Regions from separate parts of the Anser cygnoides genome. Here region 2 is linked to region 1. The links are chromatin contacts, called in public Hi-C maps. All regions are on one chromosome and are shown on one strand. Each heading gives the region's core, a stretch centred on a gene start, on an enhancer-like site or on the middle of the called end of the contact. The rest is flanking DNA. Distances are from core to core; before and after follow the strand shown. Region 1 has its middle 9.4 kb from the start of AGFG1. Region 2 holds the start of MFF (mitochondrial fission factor).

Evidence for each region. Hi-C and Micro-C count contacts between places; a contact is called where the count stands out from the background.
Region 2: a contact with region 1 is called in a Hi-C map of liver, with 4 times the contacts expected there. The contact joins the promoter of MFF here to the enhancer-like site in region 1. A contact is called at or near these places in 2 of 7 Hi-C or Micro-C datasets (both in liver).

The regions. Positions count from the first base shown.
Region 1 is chr9:3,733,492-3,737,401 of Taihu_goose_T2T_genome, forward strand. No RefSeq gene overlaps it. Among named protein-coding and RNA genes, the nearest start is that of AGFG1, 9.4 kb to the left of the region's middle. Within about 2 kb of position 1,775, at least 2 of the 3 cell types and tissues checked have open chromatin away from gene starts, as enhancers often do. A contact at or near this core is called in liver, where this site is marked.
Region 2 is chr9:3,772,984-3,776,893 of Taihu_goose_T2T_genome, forward strand. It overlaps MFF (mitochondrial fission factor), which reads right to left and starts at 1,830. Exons shown (of 10, transcript XM_048063057.2): 1 at 1,667-1,830.

The sequences.
Region 1 (3,910 bases), core at 525-3,024:
GACATCCTTTGGTGCTTGTGTTAATCCTGAAACAGTTTCTACAACTGTAATCTACATACAGAAAACAGGACAAAATTCTGTAATTCTCTGAGTCTTGCATTATTGTAGCAATGTAGGCCCGTGATGTTGAGAGAAAGGAGAACACTAAGTCAATCTGAATATATATAGAGAATGAGCTGAGTCTGAAATGCCAAGTCAAGCCATGAAATACTTATCATGCACTGAGAAACACTAAGGAGGTAAATACGTGACTCCAGTGTAGCAGTGTTTTAGTTTTTATAAAAACAGGTGAACAAATGCAGCGAACAAATCAATCACCATAAATATCAGAAAGACTAAAAGTCCTGGAAATATCAATTTGGATTTGAAGTGAGAAAAAAAGAACAATATCTTAGTGTAAAGTAATGATGGTGGACATGAAATAGGAAAATTTGGGAAACAGAGCTTTCAGATGCCAGATATTCAAATAGAAGAACAAAAGAAAATAAGCCACATAACATGAATATGGGAAAGCTCAGTTCTTTGATCACCCAGTTTCTGAAAAAAAATATTTAGAAGTGGACTGACAAAGGGAAACCTGATGCTTCAAATTTAGTTTAATTTTTCTCATTACTGTAATTTTTAAGTCTGAGATACTATCAAGATATTTTTTTTTCCATGAATCCCTGAGACTTTGTCATGGGCAAACTGCAGTTCTGTTATTCAAGGAGGACAAGAGAAAAGGGCTTTGTCACTGGCAGCATTAACGTGTTAGAAAAGCACTAACAAGATGCACAACAAACAAAAATCCCCTGGAGAACACCGTAAAGGTTAATGCAGTTGGAGTGAATAGATGTGGATAATCCTTGGTAACTGCAAATATCCTCTTAAGGGAGGTTTTCTGGAGGAGAGACCTAATCTCAACCCATACATGGGAAGAATACTGCTAAGACTAGTAATATTTTAGCACTTTCTATGCTATTTAGTTTGGAAGTAAGGGGCAAACCCTCTAATTGTTGTTTAGAATAATTAACTGAACATGAAAAGTAAATCCCCTCACATGTGGGTCTCCTGTACAGTCTGCTGTATGGCAAGAGCACCTTCAGTTCCTCTCCTTGAGCTGACTTTTCAATACTGCAAGTCATAGCTGCAGGTACAAAGAGATTAAAAAAAAAAAAAAAGAAGAAAAAAAAAAGGTTTCTTTCAAGAATGTAGTCTGATTACATGGCAATGACAGGTATGCCCACTCTTTGTAAAAACATATGTGAATTTCAATTAAGAAGGCAGATTTTGAAAGTATTTGAAATAGAAAAACTCTTTCCTAACCAAAAGGAAAAAGAGAAATGCTTATCAGTGTCCGGCTTAACTAAAAAGACTTCACATGAAAAAGAAGCTGTCTTGATGACATAAAAATATTTAAAATGTAATGCTTACCTGCTTAAATAAATTAAAAAACAAAACAAAGCAATTAAAGCATGGTGGGCACAATAGTAAATAGTATTCTTTTCCAGTTTGGGACTGGAAAATAATAAGTGTTCAGAACAAAACCTAGTTTTTGTTTGTTTTTTTCTTTTTTTCAGTTTGGTTTGCGGACAAGGTATTTAACTGAAGAGATAGAACAAATACTCTGAAACAGCACACTGAAAATTTGGGGATAATGTCCATTCAGACCAATAGTTATTAAAGAGCAGTGCCTTACTGACACAGACACAGAAATTTTAGAAATACAGCCACCGACATACAAGAGATTTTTAAGCAAAAGAAAAAAAATGTTTCTCCATGGATGAAGAAAATAGGCAGTAAAGAGGAACCTGACAGTTAATAAACCATCACAAATATGGCAACAAAAGTATTTCAGAAGCTATTAGCCAGTATAGTATTTCTTACAGCTTAGGTCTTTTAATCAAGTATCTCAGAACCGTTAGAAGTTGTGACACTGTCTGTATAGCTTCCCCAGAGCGAAGTTCACGTTGACCTTCCTAAGTTATCGAGATCCCATTTCTGAATACACAAGTTTTTTGCATCCTGCTCCTCTATGTGTAGGGTTGTTTCTGACCTCAGTATTTGCTACTTAAGTTCCAGCTGGCCACTTTTTCAGATTCAACGTATTCTTGACCAGTTTATAAATATTGCCGTGATAGCACAGCTACCCTCCAGCTTAAATTTTCCCTCCCTGCATGTACTTGTGTGCAGGCAGATAAAGGCCTAGCTGAAATGTGCACGCATGTGGGCAGAAGATAGAGCAGGCGTGTGCCCAGCGGGGCCGATCAGCTGTGGCTCAGCACCCCGCCGTTAGCTCTACCTGCAGGGCCCAGCCCGCCTCTTTCCCGATTCTGTGGGGATTATGAGCATAACCATGCTTAAAAAAAAAAGGAAAAACAAACTGAAAAAACACCACACCAAAGCAATTTAAGCTCACTAATGATTAACAGAGAAAGGTTTCATGGTAGTTATTGAAGTTTCAGGTTTTACAGCTCAAAAAATCAATATGAGCTGACCTAGACGTTAACCAGGGTAAAGTCTTGTTTTACGCTCCTTCTCTTTCCATCACTGACCGCCGCACAAACCCACCCGTCAGAGGGTTTAGTTCTTTCTAGTTCATCCTCATTACAGACCAAGAGTCGATGAATGTTCAGAGCACTGTCCTCAGTCCCAGCTGTGCTCCAGAGCGCCCCATGTTTTCTGCCTTCAGGGAGAGCCCCTCAGCAGTGCAGGCAATGCCCGTAACTGCCCTCGGTCCTCTCTGCAGGGAGTTTTATCCCCTTGTGTAGTGAAATCAAAATAACTCCTTGTCAGCATAAACTCTTTGGAATGACATCTTCGTGTTGAAACGATGTATTGATATGCTTCGAAAAAATCAACATGCTGTTGCAGTGTGAAAAGAGTGCTTTGCAGGCTCCAAAAGCAGCCTGGTAAGAGTCAGCAGAACGCAGCAGTGGATTCTGTCACTAAAACCAAATCCCTTCTGTGATCGGGGGGATTCTTCTTTAAAGGAAAGTTTTGAAGCTTATCCCAAATTTTATCATACTTAAAAAAAAATATTTTTACCTAGTTCCTGACCTAGTTTTGGTTTACTAGAAAGTGATGATTATAGTAATCCAGTCAAGAAAAAAGCTCAAACTTATTTTAAATTGCCTGTTTTTTTCTCTCTTGGAGTAAGGAGATCAACCAAATTCAGTTCGGCCCATGATCATCTCCTAAATACTTGATCTTAAAGCCAACCTTGCAGCAGGGAGTTGAAATACCCAACCAAGAACCGACAAACAGAAAGAATCTTTCAAAGAAATAAACCATAAAATAGTTTACCTACCTCTGAAACCAGGGAACAGCCAATGGTTTTGCTACTGGTCCAGACTTCCATGAAGTTTATCGGCCCGCCTCTATTAACGCTGCACACAGGCTGAGTCGGGAACCTTGTCCGCAGTCACAGGGCACCGCGTCGCTGTGCCGGTTCCCAGCGGCTGGGAGAACAAAACAGGCAGTGCCAAGGGCCTGGATGTGAAACTATGGGTGGGGGCATCTCACCAGTGTTCTCCCTAAAGCAGTAAAAGCAGCAATAGGAGCAATAATGACTTCTCCTGACCTGTGTGTGGATCCACTAGCTGTCGATGGGAATGTCATCGTCCCCCCAAATGCTGTCTCCTTGGCTGGGCAATGCAGGGTGTTGAACATGCCTGCCTGGTTGAAAACATGCTGAAAAAACATCTCACAATATCTGGGGGAGAAATGAAACATTTAACAAATATTTCCATTGCAAAAGAAACATAAAAGCAAAACTGAACTGTACTCTGGTATAATAAATAGAAAATGATGCTTAAATCACTCCATTCAAAAGCCATCAGTCCCCTAGTGAGGAGAGGCTGAGGAAATTATCCCAGTGGCCGTGTTGAGCTCACTGCCACAGCTGTGGCTTGAGGCGGGAGGTCTGCGA
Region 2 (3,910 bases), core at 580-3,079, 40 kb after region 1:
TGGGACCCTCGGTGCTATTCTCAAGACTCCCAATCACCACAGATGAAATGAAATAATCTCTCTCATCTCAAAGCCTCACTCACTCCAGCACACGAAGAGAACTGGGGCTCACAGAGGAGGTCTCCATTCCGCATAAACTTTAAAAAAAACACTACCACAAAAAGACAAAGAAAATACCTGAAATTATGCACTGATTTAATCCATCTGTATTAATTCTTACTGTTTGTATGTACCAAACGACAGGAATTTGAACAACCCTTTTCACTAGCAATAAACACTCCAAAATACATGTCCTTTGTAGTAGCTCAAGAGGTGCACAAGCAGCTCTGTCACTTCGTAACTCGTAGATTTCACGTTTTTTTCTTGTTGTTGCTGCCCTTTGGTCTTGCAAGCTATGTTCACCTCTCTTGTGAGAGGTCAGCCCCGTCAGCCAGCGACATGAAAAAAGACCACAGTCTTCAGCAATTCTGCTTGCCAAAAATATGCCTTTCCTTTCCAAAGAGAGTCTATGATCAATAAAGCATTTCCAGATCAATAGTAGTAAAAAAAAGTATTAAAAATCATAACATTAGTATCAGTAATGAATTTCAAGACCTTAAAGTACCCAGGATGTCTACTGGCAGCAGCATACAAAATAGTTACCACTCACAAGACTTAACTAAAGGTCTTTGACAGCTTGTTTACTTTCTTACTCTGAAACACCCACACAGCTCTAACGTTTGTTCTCAAGCATCACCACAGTGCTTACTGCTCACCACAGCTTCCCTAAAGTTTGGCATCACCTTAGTATATAAGTCAGCATGACAACTGCCTTCCAGCTGTAAGATAAAATACACAAAAACAGACAGCACCATAGAATCATCCCATAAATGACTTATGAATAAAATATTACTGTTCAGGCTCAGCTGCACCCGGTACTTGCCAAGGACTGAGTAACAACTCCATGTCTCCCTACTCCTGCCTCTCTCCTGTACTTCTTGCCATTGAAAATTGTTTTCTTTCTCCACATCGATCTCAACTTCTAACCCTTCTTGCAAGGGAACAGCAAAGCAAACAGCACTGAGATTGCTGCAAGAAAAAACTGATGATAATTGAGTGGGGCTTGTTAATAAAAATTTAATTGTTTAAAGGGAGCATAAACAGAAGTCATGCAGTTTTCTGGGACAGTGTCAGTAATATATTCTGAAAAATAAAAGATCACAGAGAAAGAGAGCTGTAAAGTTGATGTTTATGGAATTAAACAACTCTGAAGAGGAATGAGAACAGAAGAGTCCTAAGAACGAAGAGATAAAAGCACAAGAGCGTGTAAGACCGACAAAATGAAAAATGACGAAATAAAACCACGGTCTGAGAGCAGGACACGGGAAGGGCAGACACAGCTGAGCACAGAGGAGCTCGGGCAGCATCTCACGGAAACGCGAGGAGACAAAGCGGGGCGGGCAGGGGAGGCCGCCCAGGCCCTCAGCGGCCGCGCGGGTAGGCTGCGGGTGCCTGGCGGGGGTCCCCCATCTCCCCCCGTTACCCCCCCGCATCCCCCCGTCCCCCCCGGGGCTGGCAGGAGCCAGAGCCCCTGGCGAGGCCGGGCCGGGCGGGCCGCAGCCGGTCAGGGCTCCCGGCCCCGTCTCCGTGCGGGCTGAGGCCGCAGGGGGAGCCGGGCCGCACTCACCCCCACGCGCGGCCCGGGGCCGGGGCCGGGCCGGTCCCGCGGCGGGGCGTCAAGCGGCGCGCGGCGCCCTCAGCCCAGCGGCAGGTAAGAGGCGAAGCCCGGCAGGATTGACCCCATCGGGCTCCCGTAAGGGTTGCCGGGCCGGGCGCCGCGCGTCACGTGGTTAAAAAAAGGGCGGAAGCATTTCCCGCTGAGGCCTCACGCGCGGGGCGGTCCGACGGCGTCCATTTTGAGTGAGGGCGGCGCGGAGGCGTCAGGGGGAGCTGGTCCTGCGGGGCGCTTGCAGCGTTACTGATAAGGGCTAATTAACGTGCTGCCGTAATGTGGGGGCACGAGGCCCTAATTAGGTGCTCGGTGCTGGAACGTGTGGCTCAGAGCGCGATGCAGCTGGCGCCCTCACACGCGGAGGCGCGAGGCCAGCCGCTTCGGGGCATGGCTGCTGGGGGAGAGGCGGCCGGCCGGCTGGCGGCCACGCGCCGCGCGCCTCCCCAGCTCCTGCCCCTGGCCCAGCCTCGCGCGGGCGGCCCTGCCGTTTCATGTAATCAGCAGCACACGGAATTGCTCAGCAACAGCAGCGGGTGCAGTACTTGTGCAGCACGCACGTGGCCCCGTGCCCAAAACACCCGAACCCTCCTCGCACCCCGCCGGGACCACGGCAGCGCCCTGCCCTCAGCACCTCGCCGTACCTGCAGTCCGGGGGCCGCAGTCGGTGCCCCTGCCTGAGACTGGCTCGCACTCAACAGAACCTGCCTAAACACAGCTCTTCTCTTTCCTTAGCAATTTTCCAAATCCATCCAGAAAGATAAAATGAAGAATACTATTATATAAAGCAGAGTTATTTATTTATTTATTTTTAAATGGGATAAAAGAGCTTCTGCTTTTCATTATATTTTGACTAATGGTCACAATTATATTTTAGAGGTCAAAATGAGCCTCAATGCCAGAAGTACTGAAGTGTCTATTGATCCGTGGTCTGCAGCTTGCTAATTCAGTTCTTATAAATGCCAAAAGCACTGTTTCACAGAGGCAAGTGATCTGAAATACGAGCCCTTTTTAGATAAAAATAAAAGTGGTATAACATTGAAAGTTACATGCTATATGTCTCCGGATACATGATTTAACATGTATCCTCCTTAAAACACAAATCGTTGGCCTGAGCAGGTGTTAACAGGAAATCTACATTGGTCCTTGCTTTTACCACTTTTCCCAGTCTTTATCCGATTTACAGATTATCAATAAGGATTTTGTCTTATAAAAAAGGAAAAAATAAAAATAAAACCCCTTGAAGCACACTTGAAAAGCAGTCCTTCACCTGTGACCCTACATGTCAACCTACAGGAGGGCTCGGGCAAGGCCCAGGGCCTTGGGCTGGAGTGAGTGGCCCAGTGCCTGAGCACCAAGGGCCCTACCAGCCTTCTTCATTGTCCTGACTTTTCCCTAATGTCCTCACAACCCTTTCTCCTATACTATTGTCAACATCAACTTGCCACCCATGTTCTGTGCTTCTTGAGTATGAGTCCATTAGAGAATAAGACCGGAACAGGCTCCCCAGGGATGTAGTCATGGCACCAAGCCCATCGGAGTTTAAGAAGCGTTTGGACTGTGCACTTAGCCATATGATCTGAATTTTGGGGTAGACTTTGAATCTGAATTTTTGGGGTAGATTGTGTGGAGCCAGGAGTTGGACTTGATGATCCTTATGGGCCCCTTCCGACTTAGGATATTCAATGATTCCAGGATTCTATGAACGTGAGCAGTAGAAGAACATGGCTCAGATGTTCCAGATTAAAACCACTGTGACCAGCCCATCACCATATCCCTTGCAGAAATATGCCTGAGATGAAAGGGTGGGCACGCAGCAATACAGCTGCATATCTACACTAAAATGCTAGACATCTAATATCTATACTGAATTGCTAGACGTCTAGGGTAGTCTACACAGGATAGAGAGAGGTGGTCTTCCTGAGGACAAAAGCCATGTCTTTCATTCAGATGACACTAATATATTTAATATTATGCATAGGTAGAGGAAAAGATCATTAGCACTGAGAAACTTTAAAACAAACAAACAAACAAACAAAAAAACAACACCAAAACAAGTGAAATAGTTCTTTTGCTTAGTCAAAATATTTTTATTTGGTTGTATTTAGCAGAAGGTTTCTTTTCCTCCTTTTTTTTTTTTCTATTGTTTTCTCATTATTTCTGATTTCTTATGCTTCCATTCTTTCAGTACAATATATTAAC